Regions from separate parts of the Sus scrofa genome. Here region 1 is linked to region 2. The links are chromatin contacts, called in public HiChIP or PLAC-seq maps. All regions are on one chromosome and are shown on one strand. The core of a region is the stretch at or near the end of the contact, and the rest is flanking DNA. Distances in the headings are between cores, read along the strand shown. Region 1 holds the start of PACS1 (phosphofurin acidic cluster sorting protein 1). Region 2 holds the start of CFL1 (cofilin 1).

Evidence for each region. HiChIP or PLAC-seq counts read pairs in DNA pulled down with a chosen protein or histone mark.
Region 1: a contact with region 2 is called in an H3K27ac HiChIP or PLAC-seq map of alveolar macrophages. The contact joins the promoter of PACS1 here to the promoter of CFL1 in region 2. A contact is called at or near these places in 1 of 5 promoter capture datasets (fetal liver), 1 of 47 Hi-C or Micro-C datasets (embryonic fibroblasts) and 1 of 2 datasets of contacts at active chromatin or transcription factors (alveolar macrophages).

What each region holds. Positions count from the first base shown.
Region 1 is chr2:6,274,452-6,278,761 of Sscrofa11.1, forward strand. PACS1 (phosphofurin acidic cluster sorting protein 1) reads right to left here and starts at 2,858. Exons shown (of 25, transcript XM_021082811.1): 1 at 2,360-2,858. The coding sequence starts at 2,709.
Region 2 is chr2:6,468,786-6,473,131 of Sscrofa11.1, forward strand. It overlaps CFL1 (cofilin 1), which reads left to right and starts at 2,773. Exons shown (of 4, transcript NM_001004043.1): 1 at 2,773-2,853. The coding sequence starts at 2,851. MUS81 (crossover junction endonuclease MUS81) reads right to left here and starts at 1,995. Exons shown (of 16, transcript XM_003122526.5): 1 at 1-1,995. The coding sequence starts at 54.

The DNA of each region.
Region 1 (4,310 bases), core at 1,608-4,107, 190 kb before region 2:
ACCCGGCAACGTACTGAAGCTCCTGGGCCAGGGATTGAATCCAAGCCACAGCTGCGACCTACGCCACAGCTGCGTCCACTGCCGGATCCTTAACCCCCTGCACTACAGCAGGAACTCCAGGGACCTGGGGCTGTTATGTCTGAAAGGAGGAGACGAGAATCCTTCAGTTCTCGATGGGCCTGTGCAGGAAAAGAAAGGGAAGCCTGCTTAGGACCAAGAGACGACCCTCACCCAAACTCACTTGCATCTGGTGTTGTACTAGGGTGCTGGCCAGACCAGACCACCCTAATGTATCTCCTGATTACCCTAAAGAAAGGACAGGGAAAGAAGAAAGTATCAATCAGGGGAGAGAATGCTGAAGCACAGAGGACAGGGAGAGAAGAGGGGGGCTCACAGAAAACAAGCTTGCATTATCTAAAAAAGTTCCAGATGTGTATCCCTCCGACAGCAATTCCACCCCCATGAATAAAGACATCCTAAAGAAACTTTTGCAAGGAGCACCAGGAGTCCTGGACAAAAATATTTACGGCTTTACTGTTTGTGTTGACAGGAAACGAGGGCGTTCCCTTCATGGCTCAGCGGTTAACAAACCCAACTAGGATCCATGAGGTTTCGGGTTCGATCCCTGGCCTCACTCAGTGGGTTAGGGATTCGGCATTGCTGTGAGCTGTGGTGTAGGTCGCAGACGTGGTTCGGATCCTGCGTTGCTGTGGCTCTGGCGTAGGCCGGCAGCTACAGCTCCGATTCAACCCCTAGCCTGGGAAGCTCCATGTGCTGTGGGTGCGGCCATTTAAAAAAAAAAAAAAAAAAAAAGGCCAAAAAACCCAAGTAGGAAACAACTCAAATGTTCATCCAAAGGAGATTTATGATATATCCATACAATGATGTTCCATCCCTGAGTGAAGATATTTCAGTTCGAGCTACCACACAATTCTCACGAACTTCGTGTTGACTTAAAAACAACACACGCACACACTAAAATAGGCCACAGCACACATCCAGTAGGCCAGCATTTCTATCAACTTCCCAAAACATTCAAAACTAAAACGTATTGTTTAAAGGTGCACAGATATAGTAAAGATCTTTTAATTTTAAAAGACAAGGATATGACAGACCCACAATTCAGAATGATATTTACCTTTATGGGGGGGGACAAGGGGGTGTGGCCAGGAAGAGACACCCCAAGGGCTTCAACACAACTGTCGTGCTCCTTCTCAAGCCGAGTCAAGCATAGAGATGTACTTCTTGTCAATTTTTAAGTGTGAATATCCTTCCTTAGGATATATGTTAATTTTGCATGCATGAAACCATTCAAAATAAAGGGGGGGGGATAAAAAGTTGACGATGTAACCAGACAATGCTCCCTAAACCCCCCCCCCCACTTACACGGAGCCAGCCAGACCCCAGGACCACAGAACCAACCCTGTTTAGAGGTGACAAGAAAGACCACCTCCAGGCACTTCCCTGTGCTTCCCGGTGGAACCAGCTTCACAGTGTCTACCCAAGGGGCAAACTGTAAGACACTGCACACTGTCCCCAAAGAGTTGGAGAGAGACAGCCTTGCCGGTACAGAAACAGAAAATATCCCAAACTCGGGCATATTTCACCAATGGAAGGAAAGTCCCCCAGACGGTTCCAACAGACAGAGGAATGGACTGAATTTAGGAACAAGGCAGTAATTTTATGTCGCCCTGCAGGGCTAGAAGAATTTGTGACCAGTTACTGGAGGGGAGAAAGGGATGAAAAATACACTTGAAGACACACTAAATAAGAGTTTTACAAGACCATAGAGACCGGCACAGAATGTGTGTAATTGGAAGTACAAATAAACCCGGGTGTTGAAGACAAATTAGAAGCCCCAAGGGTTCCTATATGGGCTTTACCTGGCAGAGGGTGACAACCGAGTTTGGCACATGCTGAGTATGTTGGGAAATAATAATATCTAGAGATCTGTACCACATCTGTGTAACATATGTACAACCCACGGGCGCTGGCGAGGCTGGGAAGAGTCTGTGACTTAACGCCGGGAAACTGACTGTCAGGAAGGCCGGGTTCGGTCAGATCAACGAGAGAAGGCCCAGAGCTGAGAGTCCACAAGGCCCGGCTCAGGGAAGGGAAGAGGGTGGTCCCGGCCCCAGACAGAAGGTGGGGATGCCAGCAGAGGGCGGGGTCCCCGCAGGAGGCGTCCCCAGAGGCTGGGCAGCAGCCAGGCCCGACAGCCAAGCAGCCTGGGGAATCTAGGGTCGGGGCGTCCCCTTGGGCGATGGGACGGGGAGGAATGAGAAGGCGGGGGGGCCTGTCACAGACTCTGCTGGGCGGCCCCCGAGGGCCGGGTCCCCCCACCCCGCCCGCTGCTCACCTGGGCACGCAGCTGGACGAGCTCCGGTCCACCTCCCAGGTGGCGTACAGGTTCATCTGCACGGGGGCGGGGGTGCGGCCTGGCCCCGGGCCGCCGGCGGGCGCGGAGCCCGAGGCCACCGCGACGGCCATGGAGGTGGAGGTGGACGAGGACGAGGAGGAGGCGGCCGCTGCCGAGGTGGACGAGGACGACGAGGTGGCCTGGGCCAGCTTGGGGGGCGTCGGCTGCTGCGGCGCTGGCTGCTGCTGCGGCGGCTGCTGCGGCGGGGACTGGGCGACCCCAGAGCCCCGCTGGCCGCTGCCGCCCCCGGCGCCTCCGGGACCACCGCCCGCCCCTCCGCGTTCCGCCATGGCCCGGCCGGAGGTGGGGAGGCGCGGGGGTTACGGGGATCGAGGTGACGCCGAGCGGACGCCCAGGCTTCTCCCGCGGCGGCGGCGGCGGCGGCGGCGGGGGCTCGACTCGTCTGCTCGGCCCGCCCGAGCGCGCGAGCGAGAGGCTGCACGCACGCGCGGGGCCTCGCGGCGCGCGGTCCTCGCGCTCGCCCGCCGCTGCCTGTTGCGGCTCGCGCCGCCGAGACACTGGGTGGGCGTGTCCGGGGCGGGGGGCGGGGAGCCCTGGCCCGCGCCGGCCCCACCCAGCGCCGAGGGGCGGGGCCGCGCTCGCGCCCGCGCCCCCGGCGGGCCCAGGAGCGCGCGCCCCTCGCTCCTCTGGAGGAGGGCGGGAGGCTGGGGCCCACAAACGGCACGTCTTTTTGAATTCGCGGCCCGGCGGCAGCCAGCCGACCCCTCTCCCCTACCCCGCGGCCCTTTTGGCGTTGGCGGCGGCAGCTGAGCCAGCGGAAACCCCGCTTTTCCGGGGCGCGGCCCCGGCCGGGAGGGCGCTGCCGCGGGGGCGCGCTTCATCCCCTTGGGTCTGTGGACCTGAAGCTGAACCCGCCGCCCACCCAAGCCCGTCTAGTGACCGCCGACCTGACCCCGGCCCTGCAGCCCCGAGGCTTCTTCGCCACGACCAGCAAGGGAGCGATGGAGACCCGGGGGCCGGCTGGCCGCCTGCGTGCCGGGCAGTTTCCGCCCCCCTGCTTCTCCCCAGTGTGGGCAGGGGCTCAAGGACCCAGTCCAAAAGGCCTTGGCAAGGGTGAATTATAAAGTTCTGATCCATCTGGAGCCAGCCCTTTCTTTTCTGTCCCTAATGTCCCCCTCCCTCAAAGAACCATTTAGAGTCCCAAGCCCCCATCTCTGCCCTCAATTTCCTTTACTTGGAATGTGTTTCTGCTTCATCACTTACTAAATTTCTAAAAAGGCCTTGCTCAACTGCCTCATCCTCCCCGGAGTCACCCACACTCCCCACTCCTGAAACTGTCATGAAGCCTCCAGCTCCGCAACACCTCTGGTGCAGTGGCAGAGTGACTCTCTCCCACCAGCACTTGCCAAATGCCTGGTGGACCCACTGTTCCAATTTAGTCTAGCCTGTCAGAAAGACTTCTCAGGACAGGGGCCCTAAAACCTGGGAATGTTAGTCCCCCCACCACTACCCCGGCCCCCACCAAAACCTGGAGACTGACTGACAAAACCACCCAGGGGCTCACACGTGCTCAGGAAAATCTAGATTGTGGGCTGTCTTCTCTCCCAGGTAAGGACTTAGACCTCCTTGGCCACAGGGTCTATCAGGAAGGCCCGACCTGGCCTACTTCCCGAGCCCACTGGGCTTCCTCAGCCCAGCCAGGGCGCTAAGCTGGCTATTTTTAGTCCCCAAGGACACAGTGGTAAGGTCAAACCAGACCTAAAAGTCCTTCCCCCAGAGCCTTCCTACAAAGCAGGCAGTGGTAAAACACACAATCTCAGATTTAGCTTCAGCACCAGTCTCAACTGCCACACCTGATCCGGTGCCTGCCCCGTCATCACTGGAGCAACTTGTTGTAGAAAATGATTTTTTTTTTTTTTTCCAGGACCAC
Region 2 (4,346 bases), core at 1,523-4,022:
GTTTGGGCAAAGCGGCAGCGGGCGTTTCCGACCCAGGCGGACCGGTGCTGCCATCAGCGCCCGGGCGGGTCCTCTGGCGCCTCACGGCGGCAGGACTGGGACGCCGCCAGTTCTGGAAACGGGATTCGAACACCTGGTTCCGGCGGCGGAGGCGGGCCCTCTGCAGTCACGTGGTCCCACGCGGGTCACTAACCAGAGGACGGCCTTCTGCTGCCCTCCCCGCCTCTGCACTCTAAGAGGTTGGTGCCGCACGTAGTGTCTACCGCCTTTCGCTCTCCTGTTGCTCCGGCACAGGACCAGCCTTTTGGACGCGCCGAACCCAGGCCTGGACCCGCCCCTTCCATCTACCCCGGATTCGAGAGCGGGAGTCCTTTTTGTACAGGAGAGAAGAGGGTGCACAGCGCCCCCTATGACTGGGAGGTCTGGCCGGGCCGGGCTTAAATGAGTAACCCGAGGCTGTTGGTTTCAGACTGGCTCTAGCGGAGGACGCTGGAGAAACTGGCCTAGTGAAGAATCCGAGAGGTGGGAGGATGGGGAAGCAGATGGGTTCAGTTGTTTTTGTAGGAAGGACATTAGGAATGAGGACACAAAGGTAACGCAGAAAGAGCTGAAAGACCCTCCGAGGAAATGGTGATCCCATGTGGGCCTCCCCATCCAGAGCAGTGGGGGAGGGGCGCGAAGACGAGGACGTGCAGGGAAGGCCAAAGCTGGGAGGACAGGGAGAGGGAGACAGTAGACAAACAGAAAGGGGACAAGTAGGAGGTGCTGGACATCGAGGCATGTGGGAGGGGCTGACATGGGCATGTTGTTGGATTCGGGGTAGCAACCCGGGGGTGAGAAATACGGACAAGGGAAGAACACTTCATCGTTCTTGTGACTCGTTGGAGGTGGGGGACTCTCAGGAAGGTTAAGATGGGAACTATGCAAAGGGGGTTCCACTTGAGCACGAGAGTCTCGCCAGCAAGTTACAGCAGCCGACATCTGCCATACCGGAAGTGGCGAGGTGTGGGTCTGGGGCCTTTCGGGAGTGGAGAGGCGGGCGCCCGAGCTCCAGGCCTGCCCCTTCAGACTCCGCCCAGCCTCGATCCCGCACCCCCCGGCCGGCTCCGCACTCCCGCCTCCCGCCTGACGCTGCCTTATAAGGAGCCTCCAGCAGGCGTTCGGATTGGACCCGCCCCCTCTAGTCTCTTGTCCTAATAAGGACATCTAGGGCATCCCGCAGCTAGGGGCGGGCGGGAGCGCGTCTCCAGGGTAACTGCGAAATCTCCCACCCCCCTCCTCGTTGCTCTTGGAAACTCCGAAGCTCAAAAAGGTGGAGCCAATCTCATCTTGTAGCAAGGTCTCTTGCAGGAGGCGGCGGTCGAGCTGCGGTCCCCACCTGATGCTCCCGGTGGGGGGGCAATGCAGCGGTACGTCCCCGACTACAGTCCCCGGCATGCTCTGCGACATACCCCAGTCTCGGGTGTTGCTCCCCAGCTGAAGACCAAGCTTCCAGCTCTTCATTTACAGCCTTTATTCTGCATATGGGATCGATGCCCCCAATTCTCTTGTTTGCGACCCTGTCTTCTGCAGAGTAAGCGGCTATGGCCTTTGTTGAAAGCCAATGAAATCTCCCTGGAGTCCCCCACCCTAGTCTGTTTTTTGAAGGTTATGCTCCCACAGAGCTTCTGTTTTAATTTCTGTGGGTATTAAATTAACCATATGCCTGGTTACCAACTGGAGAACGAGATTTAAGTCTGGTTTAAAATCTGTTTCCTGGAGTTCCCGTCGTGGAGCAGCGGTTAACGAATCCGACTAGGAACATGAGGTTGCGGGTTCGATCCCAGCCCTTGCTCAGTGGGTTGAGGATCCGGCATTGCCGTGAGCTGTGCTGTAGGTCGCAGACGCAGCTCGGATCCCGCCTTTCTGTGGCTCTGGCATAGGCTGGCAGCTACAGCTCCGATTCGACCCCCTAGCCTGGGAACTTCCATATGCCGTGAGAGCAGCCCAAGAAATGGCAAAAATAAAATAAAATCTGTTTCCTCTGCTCACTGCCTAGTAAAAGGCGGTAATCTTCGAATGCATAAATCCCTGCTCTTCTCCCTTTATTGCCTCATGAATATGCCAAATGCTTTTAAAACTAGTACAAAGCTCTATTTTCAAAGATTTCTTTGTAGTCTTTCCTTGTGTTTTTTTTCTCTTATTTTATTGAAATTGCACATCGCCTTTCCTCAGTAGACAAGAGTGTCTTTTGAGTATGGAGAATGGTTAATGAATGTGTCCTGGATTGAAGTCTCCTTATACTTGGGATTCTCCTTGCTCTAGGACTGGATTCCAGACCAATGAATAGTTGCTTCAATTCACAAAAGCAAAATACCAAGTCACTGGAAATTTTTAGACCAAGAGATCCAGAAAAACGCCAGGATGGACCTTAGGAAAACCGTTTCGGTACGGGATAAAGAAGCGCGAAATCGAGGCTCATTTTCAGGTCAAATCACCCAGCACCGAGGCCTTGGCTCTGTGCAGAGCGTTTCCTGGGGCATTCCACCAACCCGCGCGCTCTCCTTGCTGTAGTCCCGCCCCTCTCAGCTGTCCCCGGACTACACTTCCCAGTATGCAACGTGACGACCAGACGCTGTCAGATGAAAAAGACTCTGCTACCCAGCTGGCCCGAGGACAGCGCAGGAGCCTCGGACTTCATTTCCCGTCGGTCTTCAGGAGGAGCGCCGGAAGCCCGCCCCGCCCCTCATTGTGCGGCTCATACTAAACGGAAGGGGCCGGGAGAGGCCGCGTTCAGTCGGATCCCGGCAGCAGCTGAAGCGGCTCTTGTCTTTTCTGGCTCCTTGCTATCTCCTTTTCGCTTCCGGAAATATGGTGAGCGGCAGGCCACGGCGCGGGAGGGGAGGCGGCTGCGAGTCGATTGTCTGCGTGCGCGGGAGGGAACGGGGGAGCGACGTCGGCACCCCCTCCCCCAGATCCCCCGGCTGGATGAGGGTCTCGTGCTGAGGGGCGGGCGGCGCTGGGACGCGCGTGCGCGCCCGCGGGCGCCGGTGAGGGCCGGCTCGGACGTCGCTCGCGCGCCCCCTGGACTCCCCTCCCCTCCCCCACTCCGCTGTTGCGCCCGCGCGGACACTGGCCGTGGGGGAGGGGTCCAGGGCGCGCGGGTGCGCGGCCGTCGCGGAGCAGCCGGTGTCGCGCGTCGCGGCGGTGCCGAAGCGAATGGGTTCGCGGGTGCGCGCGCGCGCTGGGAGCACGCGGCATCCAAACCTGGCTCGGGGGCGGCGAAGGAAAAGCGCGCGAGCGCTCTCGGCGCGCGCGCCCCACCCAAGGGCTGTTCCTGTCTTCGCGTCACCCTCCCTCGCAGGCGGGTCTGTCTCGAGAGCAGGTGGCAGGGATGCCCACAAGGGGCGGGGGCGGCGCGGCTAGCTGGGATGCGGGGGTGTCCGGGTTTTGGCGCAGGCGCCTGAGATTGGGGGCTTGCCCCGCGCAGCGGACCCCGCAGCGACCACGGCCGCGCTCGGGAGCGAGCCCACGAGACGAGCTGGGTTCTCCGCCGAGTACTCCCGGCGAGGGATGGAACGGCGCTGTCGGCCGGCGCGTGCGCACTCGCTCAGGCCTGGCCGCCGGGCCCGAATCCCTGGACAAGTGGGGCCGTCGGCTTTCCCGGATGGGGCCTGAGGGTGGAGCTGAGTTTAGGGAAGTGACCCAGGCGGGCACCGCCCGGAAACCACCCCGCCCCCTCTGTTCAGCCCGAAGGCTTCGAGGGCCGAAGGTTGTGTAACGTGCCCAGGCCCTCAGCGGAGGGGACCAGTAAGCTGGTGGGTAAAGGCGATTCCTTGGGGTTGAGAGTCTAGAGGTGTCTCTGCATCTGTGTACCGGTTTTTCTCGGGGAGGGGTCTGAGTCTAGCCGATCTCTTCTCCGCCTACTCCGGAAGCGGCTCAATCACGTGGCCAGCTTCCTCTGCAGTTCCGGGAGCGGGGGCAGGTTTTTACCTTGGACAGTCACTCTCTCCCGGCTAGGTTGGGCCCCAGCACGACCCAGAAAAGTTTAAAGAGCTCTCAAGGGCCAAGGTGTTTGGAGTGCTAACTTAGATCAGTGACTTTTGGGGCCTGCATATATTCTGGGGAACAGGGAGTTGTTGGGTAGGGCCTTAATTAGGCGTTTGTGGTTCTTGCTTGGGTTTAGGAAGACCCCAGCGGAGGATAGGACAGCTTGTGTAGTCACCGCATGGGACAGTTCTGATGGACTTGTTAGAACAGTTGAGCACCGCTGGTGTCCCATGTAGCATTATGGGGTCCTGGTTCTCAGAAGTGACTGTAGCCTGGGTGTCTGGGTCCTCTTCCACCTCCGTGAAGTTCTGAGTCAG